2 separate regions of the Mus musculus genome follow, and region 1 is linked to region 2. The links are chromatin contacts, called in public Hi-C maps. All regions are on one chromosome and are shown on one strand. The core of a region is the stretch at or near the end of the contact, and the rest is flanking DNA. Distances in the headings are between cores, read along the strand shown. Region 1 has its middle 28 kb from the start of Gm39895. Region 2 overlaps Abtb2 (ankyrin repeat and BTB (POZ) domain containing 2).

Region 1 (6,037 bases), core at 2,102-4,601, 160 kb before region 2:
TCTGGTTCCTCTTTAGAGGATGAGCAATTCTCCAAATTGGAAAATGACGTCATTATGCTTAATTCTTTAATTACGGGAGATCTTTTTCTCTGGCCTCCTGGTCTGAGGAGGAGTGACTCTTCCACCTTTCCCCCACTACGCCAGCCGGTCCCCTAATCCACGCTCCACACAGTTGAGCACCTTCTCTGTTCTTTTGCTGCCTCCTAGGTGAGCTTGCAGTCGGTCTTTCCTACCAGCCGGGTCTTAAAGAGTGAGCTAGGCTCGGGGCAGAAGGCATCACAAAGCAATCTTAGACAATGTGTTCTTCATTACATCCACAAAATGCCACCAGCACCTTTGACCAAACGTTAATACTGCGTGACTTTGACATCTGGAGATGGAGCTAGAGTTTGAGAAATGGTCTGAGGGTTGATTAGGGTCCAAAAATAAATCTTTTCTACTGCCACGAAGCAGTTACAGTTGCTCAACTGAAATACCAGCCCTTTGGAAAAGCTATCAAATCCACTCATGCAGTTGGGTAATAGCATCATCCCAAGCATTTCGGATGCCTAGTTGGAAGCACAGTGCGGTGTGAGTTAAGCGGACACAATCCATTATGTGAGACATTTCCAAGACAGGATATATGTTTCTAGTGCTAGCACTGACTGGCTCAGACAAATGCCCAAGTGCCCCTTTCAGAGGCTAGACTGGCACATTGTCATAACAAAGACTGATCTTCCATTTGCTTCGGCCGCGTCGCTCGGATATGATGTCACGTGACCCTCAGAGCACGCCTTGATTAAGCGTCTATTATTATGCCTGATTTTCATGTGGAGAAGCAGACTTCTAGACATTAAATACACAGCCCTAGACAATATAACTAATAAACGGAGTGCTTCAAATCCAAGTTCCTCTGCCACGGCAGTCCACATCCTTAATCCGAGAGCTGAGTCCGCGTGATTTGTACAGAATGGCTTCCACGAGACTTTTGGAGTTGGAGGGGCCTGCATTCAAATTCTGATTCCATGAGTCAGTCAGCACCTGAGACAAATGTATTTAACAAGAGAAAAAGGTATGCATACTTTGGATTCTAATTTTGGACGCTTCGGCCGGTGTTTTGTGAGTCTTGCTTTGAGGTCTAGTGAGGAACAAAGCAGTCACCCCATGGCTGGAACACAGCCGAGAAAGCAGAGAAGGGCAGGATCCCTCAGCCCTTCAAAGGCTCCCTCCCCGCAGCTCCCCCCACCCCACCCCAGCTCTCCCCCACGCCCCAGCGATGAGAAAGCCTCCCACTTAGATTCTCCTTTCAAAGTCTCCACCCCTTCCCAATTGCATGAAGGCCAGGAGAGAGCCTTTAACTTGTGGGCCTCTAGGGGAACATTCTAGATCCAAACTTTAACCCCACCTAAATAGATACAGCACCTGACACTCAGTGATACCACTGTCCAGCTTACAGGAAAACAAGCGCATATTGCACAACCCTATTACATCCAAAGATCCGCGGGACTCAGATCCAGATCCAAAACCCTTTTCATTGCATGGCAGGGAGAAAACAATTTCTACGTCAACACTCTTATTTACAGATTTAGAAAACCTCCTATCCAGGGCAGGCACTTAATTAGTTATAGCTATTCTGAGTCTTTACTTTTGTTACATTTTAAAATAGCCAGCCCTGTCACAAAATGTATCTCAATTTATTCTTCTTCTCTACTCTTTCATATAAAAAAAAAAGACAAACAAACAAAAACCCTCTAAGCTGTTTCTATTTTTTTTTCTTTTGACTTGGGTGGGGGGTGGAGTTGTGTGGGCATGAGTATGGAGGTCAGAAGACAATTTACCTGAGTTGGTTCTTTCCTTCCACTTCTGGGTCCCAGAAATTGAACTCGGGTTATCAAGGTAGTTCACCCGGCCCTGTTTCTCTCTAGTTGTACTCAAACAAAATGAGATGGTAGCAAAAATCTCACCTTAGCAGCCCCAAGTCAATCCCTTCAAGATTTAGTTTAAACGGCACTTCTCTGGAAATCTGAAAAACACACACATATCCACGAATGCCACCACCACCACCACCACCACCGCTCTCCTGGCAGAGAAGGCAGAAGCCCACTCACAAGCCTGGCTTACCCATATGTTTACAGTTGGAGAGGGAAGACTGGAATTCAACTTATAGATCTCCCTCTGGTTCACCTCATGCCAATCTGCATCTGACTTGACCCTGAGGTCCCTCCTTAATCCAAGACTTGTCCTCAAGGGTGAATATCACCAAATTTCACTGTCCCAAGGACTTGGGGACTCTCATAACTGACACAAAATGCCAAGCCTGCACATACCTGCCTTCCTGATGAAATGGAAGGTGGGTTCTGGGTTCCAGGCCCTCATTTCTCCACGGATCCATTTCTGTGTACTATTTCTTTTCTCTCCTTGCCCTCCTCTGTGTTCTTTCTTCCTTTACATAAACACTTCTTTAAAATGCTCAGGAGGCCAGCAAGAACGGGAAAGAGCACTTTCACCTAGCTAGATGACCCGAATTCAATACAGAATTGAATATACATGGTATCTTCTGACCTCTACACATGCATCGTGGTACACATGTCCATGTGTGTATAATAGCAAATAAATGAATAAATAAATAAATGTAATTTTAAGGTGAAAATGGTATAAGTGGGCTGGTGAGATGGCTCAGTGGGTAAGAGCACCCGACTGCTCTTCTGAAGGTCCGGAGTTCAAATCCCAGCAACCACATGGTGGCTCACAACCATCTGTAACAAGATCTCACTCCCTCTTCTGGAGTGTCTGAAGACAGCTACAGTGTACTTACATATAATAAATAAATAAATCTTTAAAAAAAATGGTAGAAGTGTGTGCTGTACACCAAGTGCATCTTGGTGTGCAGTACCTGAGGAGGCCAGAAGAGGGCACTGAAACATCAAGAACTGAAGTTACACAGGCTTTTTTAATGGTCACATGGATGCTGAGACCCTTGCTCCTCTGCAAGAGTAACAAGTATTCTTAACTTTTGCAGCTCCCATCCCCCCGTCCCCCAATCCAACTTTCTAGATAACCCAGTAGTTTTTGGCTGCCTGGCATGTAGGACCTCACTCACCAAAGAGGAACCTTTCCTTACGGTGACCTGAGTTTCTCTTTCTATGGAAATACTGGGGCCTGGTGGTTGAAGCAGACCTCTCATGCATGGTGATTAACCAACTTCAGACAGAGTTTTCCTCCCTGGGAAACAGGCTGGGAGCCCAGAACGGCTGAAAAGGTGTCTCTCCAGCAAATCTGTGAGTAAGCTGATAACTGGGAAAGCTGCTGAGCCCAGACTCAGATGGGAGCTGGGCTCAGAAACCACAGCCAGTGCCAAACAGGTTGCCAAGATGAGGCAGGCAGAAGCCATGCTGAAATCCAAACTGCAGAGCAGAGATTGCAAGCCAGGCAGAATAGTGTGTCTGTGCCATCCCACTGGTGGCTGGCACAGATGGTTGGTCGTTGAGATGGTTTCAATAAGAATGGCTCCTATAGGCTCATGTGTTTGAATACTTAGTCCCCAGTTGGTAGAGCTGTTTGAGCAGGGTTAGGAGGGGTGGTCTTATTGGAAGAGGTGTGTCACTGGGGACAAGCTTTGAGGTTTCAAAAACCCACATCATTCTCAGTGTCTCTCTGGCTCCTGCTTGCAGGTAAAGACGTAGGCTCTCAGCTCCCGCTCCAGCACCAGCACTGCCTGTTTCCTGCCAGTCTCCCTCCAAACCCATGAGCCACAAACTAAATGTTTTCTCTTATAAATTGCCTTGGTCGTGGTGTTTTGTTGCAGCAGTAGAAAAGTAACTAAGATAGTCATGAAGGATACAAAGTGTGCTGTTTGGTTTTGTTACCTTGACACAAACCTAGAAAATTAAACCTCTTTTAAAAAATGTTTACTTTTATTGCACGTGCATCCATGTTTTGCCCACATATATGTCTGTGTGGGGGTGTTGGATCCCCTGGAACTGGAATCACAGTCAGTGGGCATGTGGTTGCTGGGAATTGAACCCAGGACCTCTGGAAGAGCAGTCAGTGCTCTTAACCTCTGAGCCATCTCTCCAGCCTGAAATGGAATCTTAATTGAGAAAACGCTTCCATAAAATTGGCCTGTAGGCAAATCCATAGGGCACTTTCTTAAATGAATGACTGATGTAGAAAGGTCCCAACCACTGTGGGCCATGCCATTCCTGGGCAAGTGGTCCTGGATTGAGAAAGCAGGCTGAGCAAGCCATGGAGAGCAAGCCAGTAAGCAGCATTCCTCCATTGTTTTTGCTTCAGTTTCCTGCCTTGAGTTCCTGCCCAGACTCCTTTCCATGACGGACTGGGACTGGGACATATGATTTTAAATAAATCCTTTTCTCACCAAGTTGCTTTTGGTCTTGGTGTTTTATCACAGCAATAAACATAACTAAAGCACACAGGAATGCCACACATACCTAGCTCTGTAATTAACAACAGATGTTCACCAGATGTTCAGCTTGTTGTTCACAGTCTTACTTGTTTTCCCAATAAAATTAAGATGTGTGAGCTAAGTGTGGTGGGATATCCCTGTAGCTACAACGGGGGAAATCATGAGTTCAAGATCAGCCTAGACTACACAGCAAGACCTCATCTTGAAAAGAAAAAAATATAATAACACGTTAGGTGATTGTCTCCACTTTAACAGAGGACAAAGCCAGGGCCCAGAGACATTGAACTCCTTTGCTCAGGCCATATGATAAATGAATGAGAGACCCCCGTGGCTATAATCCTGCCCCTCTACGTATTTGGCTACAAGTTCCTCTGTATACCCTATGCATAGCAATTTACTTTCTTAAGAGCTAGGATGTTTGTTTCTTTTCTCGTTCATCATCCACGTGGCATGGGTAGTCAACACCGTCTTAGAGATGCATTCTTGATACTTCTGCAATAGTGCTATAACCTGTACATAACATAATAGGCTAATATCAGTCTCTGGTTCTCAGAGCAGTGTGGGCTGCCTTGTGTCTGCCCGTGGCCATCTGGACTGTCTCCAATGTTTAGGTTTACTGCGGAGCACTGTGTTTCCTCTTAGTGGAACATGGAATGAGAATGGGAAGTAGTTTAAGGTAATGAAAGAAAAATAACATTTTGTGTCTTTTGTGGGACTATTCATGATGAAGCCAATTAAACAAAACACTAATTACACAGATGAGGGGACCAGTTCTGGTGATCATAAAATTAACGGCCTTTCTAGTAACCTTAAACATCATAATTTCCACCTGAAAAATACTTAGACTAACATATTGTAAAACATACAGTACGCCCCTATCTCAGCAAGATGAGGACATTTTCCAAAAGTGACTAGGCACATAAAATTGAAGATTGTCAGAATGCTGAAATTTGGAAAGGGGGTGGGAATGTCTTTTAGCAAGCTGCGTTTGATTGATAATGTACCAGAAGTGTGTGTTTGTATCAATACTTTAGGTCTGCGGTTTCTGGCTTAGATTCAAAGTATGATTTCCTGAACTCCTCTGTAGGATAACTCTAAGGTACTGTCTTAGTCAGGGTCTCTATTCCTGCACAAACATCATGACCAAGAAGCAAGTTGGGGAGGAAAGGGTTTATTCAGCTTACATTTCCACATTGCTGTTCATCACTGAAAGAAGTCAGGACTGGAACTCAAGCAGGTCAGGGAGCAGGAGCTGATGCAGAGGCCATGGAGGGATGTTCCTTACTAGCTTGCCTCAGCCTGCTCTCTTATAGAACCCAAGACAACCAGCCCAGAGATGGTCCCACCCACAAGGGGCCTTGCCGCCTTGATCACTAATTGAGAAAATGCCTTACAGCTGGATCTCATGGAGGCACATCCCCAACTGAAGCTCCTTTCTCTGTGATAACTCCAGCTGTGTCAAGTTGACACAAAACTAGCCAATACAACTGACCCCTTGTCAACTTGACACACAAACACATCACTAGTAAGCCTCAACCCTTACATTCTTATTCATCCCCAAGGTCTAAATAACTTTAAATGTCCCACAGTCTTTACATATTCTTAAAATTTCAATCTCTTTAAAATATCCAT
Region 2 (6,510 bases), core at 942-3,441:
TGCAAGGGTGGCGAAGTTAACAGAAGTGTATCTACATTTGCTGGGTAATGTCTTCTGAGAGCATTTGTGTGGACAAGGTTCAAAGCCAACAAGTGATGTCTTCCTGAGCAAGAGAAGACAGAAGGGGAGCACTTTATGCATCTGAAGGAGGCAGAGACAGGGACAACTAGGGATTAGCCTATCAATAGAGGACAAGAGCTATGAAAATAGAGTTATGGCCACTCTCTCTTCTCATCTCCCACTTCAGTCCAAATTCAGAGGAAAGTGGTCTTTGCTCTGACCACCATCTTTCTTACTCTTGGCTTGTTTTAGACAGAGTTTAAATACCACGCCCAGCCTGGCTGCTGGAGATCGTGGAGTAGCCTCTCCCTGGGTTAGGGCCTAGGACAGGGGTTTCCTTTTACCTGGATATCTAAGTTAGCTCCAGCATCAATCAGCATCTGGACCATGGCTTCGTCCCCAGCAGCACAGGCGTACATAAGCGGCGTCATACCCTGTGAATCAAAGGTAGATGCTAAATTGTCAGGCATGGAACAGAGCATCCCGCATCCCACAGGTCTCTGCCCAGCTGCTCCTCAGGAGCTGTCCTGTGTCTTAAACTCCCAGGGCCAAGGAACTGGAAGGCTAATCAGAGTCATCAGCATAGGGGTGAGAAATATATGGCCTACGTGGCAAGCAGTGCAGCCAGATCCCAGACCCAATGTCTCTTCTCGGCCTCAGTTTCTTCATCTTAGAGATAGAAACAATGTGTGTCTCAGTTGGTAGTAGAAGGGCATTAGTATACACAGTGCTCAGTACATACATGATAAGCTTACAACCCCAAGTGAGAGGTAATTAACAGTAACACATTACACTGCACACAGTGCCTGGATTCACTATAGGAAGTGACTTACACGCAGTGTTCCCTTTAATCACTGTACTATTACTATGTGTGTGTGGCTTCTATTGTTATCCTCATTGTATGCGCATGGGACAGAGAAGGGGAGTTAACTGTCCAAGGTCCTAGGCTGGAACCCCGGTCTGAGTTGTTGAAGCTTGTGCTCAGCAGTGTCTCTGAGGAGATGTGCCTGACCATATCTTGTGCTAATGAGCAGTACAGAGCAGACTGTAAGAGGTGTCTACTCCCTCACTGTATCTACAGGGGCAGCTAGCAGGGTTGTCTCCCTGACTGGGAGTCTGACGGCAAAGGCAACGGCGTAAAGTGCACGCCACAGCTGGATCCTGGCAAGCATTTGTCTGGTGCTCTGTGATATTATTTATTAGGTTATCTGTGTGGAGAGAAGATCTTCTCAGCTCATAAATCCTTGTCTAGTTCCTGGAGATAAGGAAATGGCTTGAGATTAATCATGGGGCGAGCAGCCTGTTTACCTATGCATCTGTTTCTAAATACCAGCGTTCATAGAGCAACAATGCTGAGCAGCTACGGAGAAGCCAGTGGCAGCATGATGGAAACTTGGCTTTGTTCCACACTCCACACACACACACACACACACACACACACACACACACCAGGTATGTAATGAGCTTTTCTCCACACATCTGTATACACTCAGAGCATACACCAGGCTCTGAGCAGGAGAAAGGAAGCCACATTTTTATGCTGTCCCTTAGGCACATATGGAGGGCTGAAGCCCAGATTTCAGGGCTAACCATCATCGTTTTGACAGTAACACAACAGCAGTAATAATCATATCAACAGGAACCACAGTGAACATGTACTGCCATTGATGGAAGATCCCACCAACTGCTCTACACGCAGGCACTGAGGAAAGGAAAGCAAGGTCCCTTTGGTGGCAGGGTATCTTGTCAAGATACCTCAGCTGTGATGTGGTAGACTAAAGCCTTCAACAGTGTGAACTGTAAGTGCCTGGGCTTCAACACTGCAGGCCCCGAGGAAGCGAACACCCACTGGGAAGAAGGCTCCCACAGAGGCCTTGCATCTGTGCCTGCATGCGACCGACACCAGCCTGAGGTTCTCCACTGTGCAGACACTCCTCGCTCTGTGGCTCCTCAGCCTGGCCTGGCCACACTCGCTGGCAGCTGCCTCACCCTCTTTCCTGTTCTGCTGCACCCAACCCCACCCTCCCTCAGGCTCAGTTTCAGCCCCACAAAGCACTCCTGGCCTCACGCTTCATCTGCTGCTCCAGTCTCTGGGCTGCACTGTCATGGCGTAAGACACGGGCCGTGACCCTCCATGGCAGCCTGGCTGTCCCCAGGCTTTTGGATAGGCTTCCAAACCACACAGTATCATTTGGGACATAGTAACTGATCAAACAGAGTCACCCAAACATTCCACAGCGGGTGTGCGCTGCAGTCTTCTGACTGTGCAGGCGCCTTCATAGTTTCTTCTGTAAATCAGGGTTCACCCCAGTATTTCCTGCCCTCTTCCCCTTCATTTTGCTTCTTGGTACTTCTCATCAATGTGCTCTTTCTTTGTTTTCTGTGTTTGCCCTCCTCCTCCTCTTCTTCTTCTTCCTCTTCCTCTTCCTCCTCCTCCTCTTTCTTTTGGTGCTGGAAACTGAACCAGGGGCCTTGCACATGTTAGGCAAATACTCTACCAATGAACTAGATGCTTAGCGTTCAGTTTTATTGTGACAGGAGCTCACTTTGTAGTCCAGACTGGCCCTGAATTCACTATGTAGCTGAAGCTGGCCTTGAACTCCTGATCCTCCTGCTACAGCTGCCGTGTGCTGTTGACTCCAGCTGCACTTGGCCTTAGGTGGTCGATAGGCTTAGGTGCTTGCTTCTTACTCTCGCTTTACCAGTGTCACCCCGAGTCCTGGTTTCTCTGGAGCTTGTGAGTGGCTGGCACACAGTCCCGTTCACATGCCAGTGATTATGTCCCACGGCTTGCTGCCGAGTCTACAGTCCAAGCCTTCACTGGATTCTTCCTCAGCCCGGCCTCATCTAGGATAGCTGCTGGCCTTCCAACCAGGGAAACAGAGCCCACACTACCATAGTTGTCCAGGAGGTTTGGGGGACCCAGACTGGCCACCTGTCAGGATCTTGAGGCCCAGAGCTGACTGAGCAAGCCCCAGTCAGGCTCAGGATACAGGGACTGTGACTGCTTCTCCCACCCTAGCATAGTTCTCTATGCCTGGCCTAGAAGAGTCCGCAGAAGGTACCTGGTCATCCATTGTGTTCACCCCATCCGGGCCCAGGGCCTCGATGGCCTGGCTGATGAGGTCTGTTCTCCCACAGTTGAGCATGCGGAAGCCCAGGTCCTGGTTGAAGCGTTCAGTAGCAGCTCGAGCATCCAGCCTCCGGAAGGAACTGAAGCAGCACTCGGGTCTGCACAGGAGAGACCAAGAGGTGTGTGAGTGTGACTGTGACACACAGCACAGTGGGTCTGGCTGAATTGTGAAGGGGTCAGCTATGGCTGGTCTTGCTCTGGTCTTGCCCTGGGGCAGTGATTCTCAACCTTCCTGATGCGGCCCTTTACAGACTCTCATGTTATGGTGACCCCAACCATAAAATTACTTTCACTGCTACTCCCTAAGTGTAATTTGGCTTACTGTTATGAGTCATAATGTAAACTCTTTGGAGATAGCAAAGTGGTTAGGTGGAGAACCTCTGCCATAGAAAGGACAAAGCTCGGCCTCCTACACATGGACTAATGCAGTGGACTGAGCGCTTGAGATCTGTCAACTGTTGGAACAAATTCTCTGACTCCCTTGAGGAGGAGAAAGCTGACCAGGGCTGGTGCCCGGGCCTGGGCCTTAGCATTTGGCCACTGCATAGTGCTTGCATAAGCAGGCTGACCTTCAGGTGGTGAAGTAGGCATTGCTGCCAATGCCTAGATTTTCCCTTTGTCTCTTCAGGTTGCCCAGTAAAACCCCAAATTATCAAGGACAAGGCAGGAAGAGAATCAGAATCCTATGAACAATCAACTCAACTAAGAACCATTATAGACAAAATCTGTACCTACACAGGGCACACCACAGCATCCTAAAAGCTCCTACCTGAATCTTTGAATTAGGTCAAAGTTTGTAAAATTCATGTCTATAGTATGGTTTGGGCACCGTCAGGAAACAGAAATTCAAGCAGCCCTCAGGCCAGGCCAGGCTAGGGCTGGCCAGCAGGAGCAGGCCCATGAACAGCTTCTGCAGCAGTCCTGTCTACAGGAGGGGTTACTGTGGGAAGGAACATGATGATCTTAAATTTAGGCACCTCTGCAGACAAGCTGCTGTTCCTCTCTGACCTGCAGTCTCTTCATTTGTTACAGGGCACTAGAGCCCTCTTTAAAGTTGTCATGATGGCTGAGATACAGGCACAAGGCAGAAGAGCTCAGCACAGGGTTTGATACAAGAAAACCACAGTGAATGAAAGAGCCTCCCCAGCCAGGACCCCAAACTCGCACTCCATGTGCACTCCAGCCCAAAGTCAAAGGTGTGTATGTGCTGGGTAGCACTACAGCAATTACAGACAAAGCCTAGAACAAACCTCTTCCCCCACTTGGCTATGGGGGATATGAACTTTTGAACGATACTTAATGTAACTCAGGTGCCCTACAGCCTTGCTCTGATGCCCACCCAGCCACTAGAAGAAGCAGATAGCAGAGAGGTGTTATAGGTGATGGGACAGAGAAGTTGTACCCCTCCCCACTTCTTTTGGGCTCCATACTTGAGTTGCCGGGGCTCACAGTCCAGGCCTGGCAGCAGTAGCCGGGCTGCCTGCCGGATATCGCCACTGTCCACAGTGGGGCTGCGACGGTGTTCTGCATAGGTGATTGCAACCCGCATCCACTCCATCAGCGGTGGCAGCAGCATGAAGGGCCTGTGGGGAAGCAGAGAGAGGTCAGGTCTGGGTGCAGTGTTCCCTGCACACAGAAGGGGGCCCCTTAGCACACAGTCTCAGAAAGTAGCCTTGCAAGACGCGCTGCTTTATCCATGAAAGGACAGTGCCAATACTACCTCTCTCCACCCAACCTCTCAGGCCTACTATAACAGCCCCTAGAACTCTATTCCAGCATGGCGTGTGTCCCATCATCCCGAATGGCCTAAGGCCAGGAACGATGCCTTTCTCATTTCTTAGCACAGGGCCTGACCCAACAGGTTTTCTGTTGAGAATTGGTTCTAATGCTTTGTCTTATTTCAGCTCCTAAAAGCCGTGCTTCTGGACCTGAGGGCCCCTGCCTCCAGCTGGCTTTGATTGATAGTAAAGAATTGCCACACAGCTAACGGCTGGGCATAAAGACTGAGGCGGGACTTTTAGATTGTGCAGGAAAGGGACCAAAGAGGAGAATCCTCATGACTTGGAGGGAGAGGGGTCAGATTTAAGAGCAGCAGAAGAAAACCATCCAGCAATGTAGTTGGAAAGGGAAAGTGACCTTATTGGGGGTTGGGGGACACTGCCCAGAAGGTAACAGGGCAGCAAAGATAAAACATAGATCTAGAAGATGTTAAGCCAGGAACACAGGAGGGAAGTGTATGCTAGTCGCAGGGAGGATTAGAAGTGCCCAGCTACAGAGCTAGTCAAGGCTTATCAAAGTCAGCTGGCATGTGTTCTTCCATTCATGAATCCAGAGGGCTCCTGGGCAGGTGCAGCATGCATGCAACCCACCGGAGTCAAAGCAGTTAACTAATTCACCGCTACAGTTTTCAATAAATGTTTGTTGACAGACTAAAACCATGAATTAGCACCTGTTACTTAGCATTAACAGATGCAGGTTTTTACACGGACCAAGTCATGTTTCTGCTGAGAAAAGAATGACATCAATCTATGACACCTGAAGCCAAGGGTGGTGGCATATATCTGTAAGCCCTGCACTTGAGAGATGAAGGCAGGAGTTCAAGGCCACCCTTGACTATAAATCGAGTTTGAGGCTAGCCTAGGCTACAGGAGTCTTGTCTCAAAAAATAATAATGATGATGATGTGTCTCGTTTTCAAGGGCATGGTGTTGATTCATATAGGAAGTGGGACTATTTGGGGAAACTTGTGTAATCTAGAAAGAAAAAAATGACCATTCATGAATTATCACTTTCTGCAAGATCCACCCTGATTATTATCCATTTGAAACCCCCTCAAATACCTGTAAAATTTCCGACTCTTACAAGGCTGGAGGGCAGTACAGAGGGACTTCCACAGATGTCCTTAGCCCTTAGCCCAAGAGAAGGTTTTGTTTAAATCATTACACTGAAAACTGGTTGTTCATGATTTTCTATTTGTACAGCAAAGAGCAGAGTGTGGCCATTAAACCGTGTGTGTGTGTGTGTGTGTGTGTGTGTCTCACTATGTAACCCAGGTGGCCTAACTTGTGTTTCTCTTGCCTCAGCCTCCTGAATTCTGGGACTGCAGGCATTGCCAAGCCCTGCTATGGTATGAAACCTCTAACTGGGCATTTCCCAGATCCTCTAAAGCAGCGACTCTCCATCTTCTTAACGCTGCCTCCCTTTAATACAGGTGACTCCCAACCATTAAGTTATTTTTGTTGCTACTTCATAACTGTGATTTTGCTACTGTTATGAATTGTAATATAAGTATTTTTGGAGATAGAGGGTTGCCAGAAG

The links. A called contact is a pair of places that touch in the nucleus more often than the background predicts.
Region 1: a Hi-C map of liver shows a contact between it and region 2, with 3 times the contacts expected there. The contact joins two enhancer-like sites. A contact is called at or near these places in 2 of 15 datasets of contacts at CTCF or cohesin (embryonic stem cells and large pre-B cells), 14 of 484 Hi-C or Micro-C datasets (the G1E-ER4 cell line, embryonic stem cells, extraembryonic endoderm stem cells and 4 more) and 1 of 115 datasets of contacts at active chromatin or transcription factors (embryonic stem cells).

The regions. Positions count from the first base shown.
Region 1 is chr2:103,862,850-103,868,886 of GRCm38.p6, reverse strand. No RefSeq gene overlaps it. Among named protein-coding and RNA genes, the nearest start is that of Gm39895, 28 kb to the left of the region's middle. Within about 2 kb of position 3,351, at least 15 of the 459 cell types and tissues checked have an H3K27ac peak or open chromatin away from gene starts, as enhancers often do. A contact at or near this core is called in liver, where this site is marked.
Region 2 is chr2:103,699,037-103,705,546 of GRCm38.p6, reverse strand. It overlaps Abtb2 (ankyrin repeat and BTB (POZ) domain containing 2), which reads right to left. Exons shown (of 17, transcript NM_178890.3): 4 at 4,624-4,776; 5 at 3,126-3,291; 6 at 405-494. Among named protein-coding and RNA genes, the nearest start is that of Nat10, 59 kb to the left of the region's middle. Within about 2 kb of position 2,191, at least 39 of the 459 cell types and tissues checked have an H3K27ac peak or open chromatin away from gene starts, as enhancers often do. A contact at or near this core is called in liver, where this site is marked.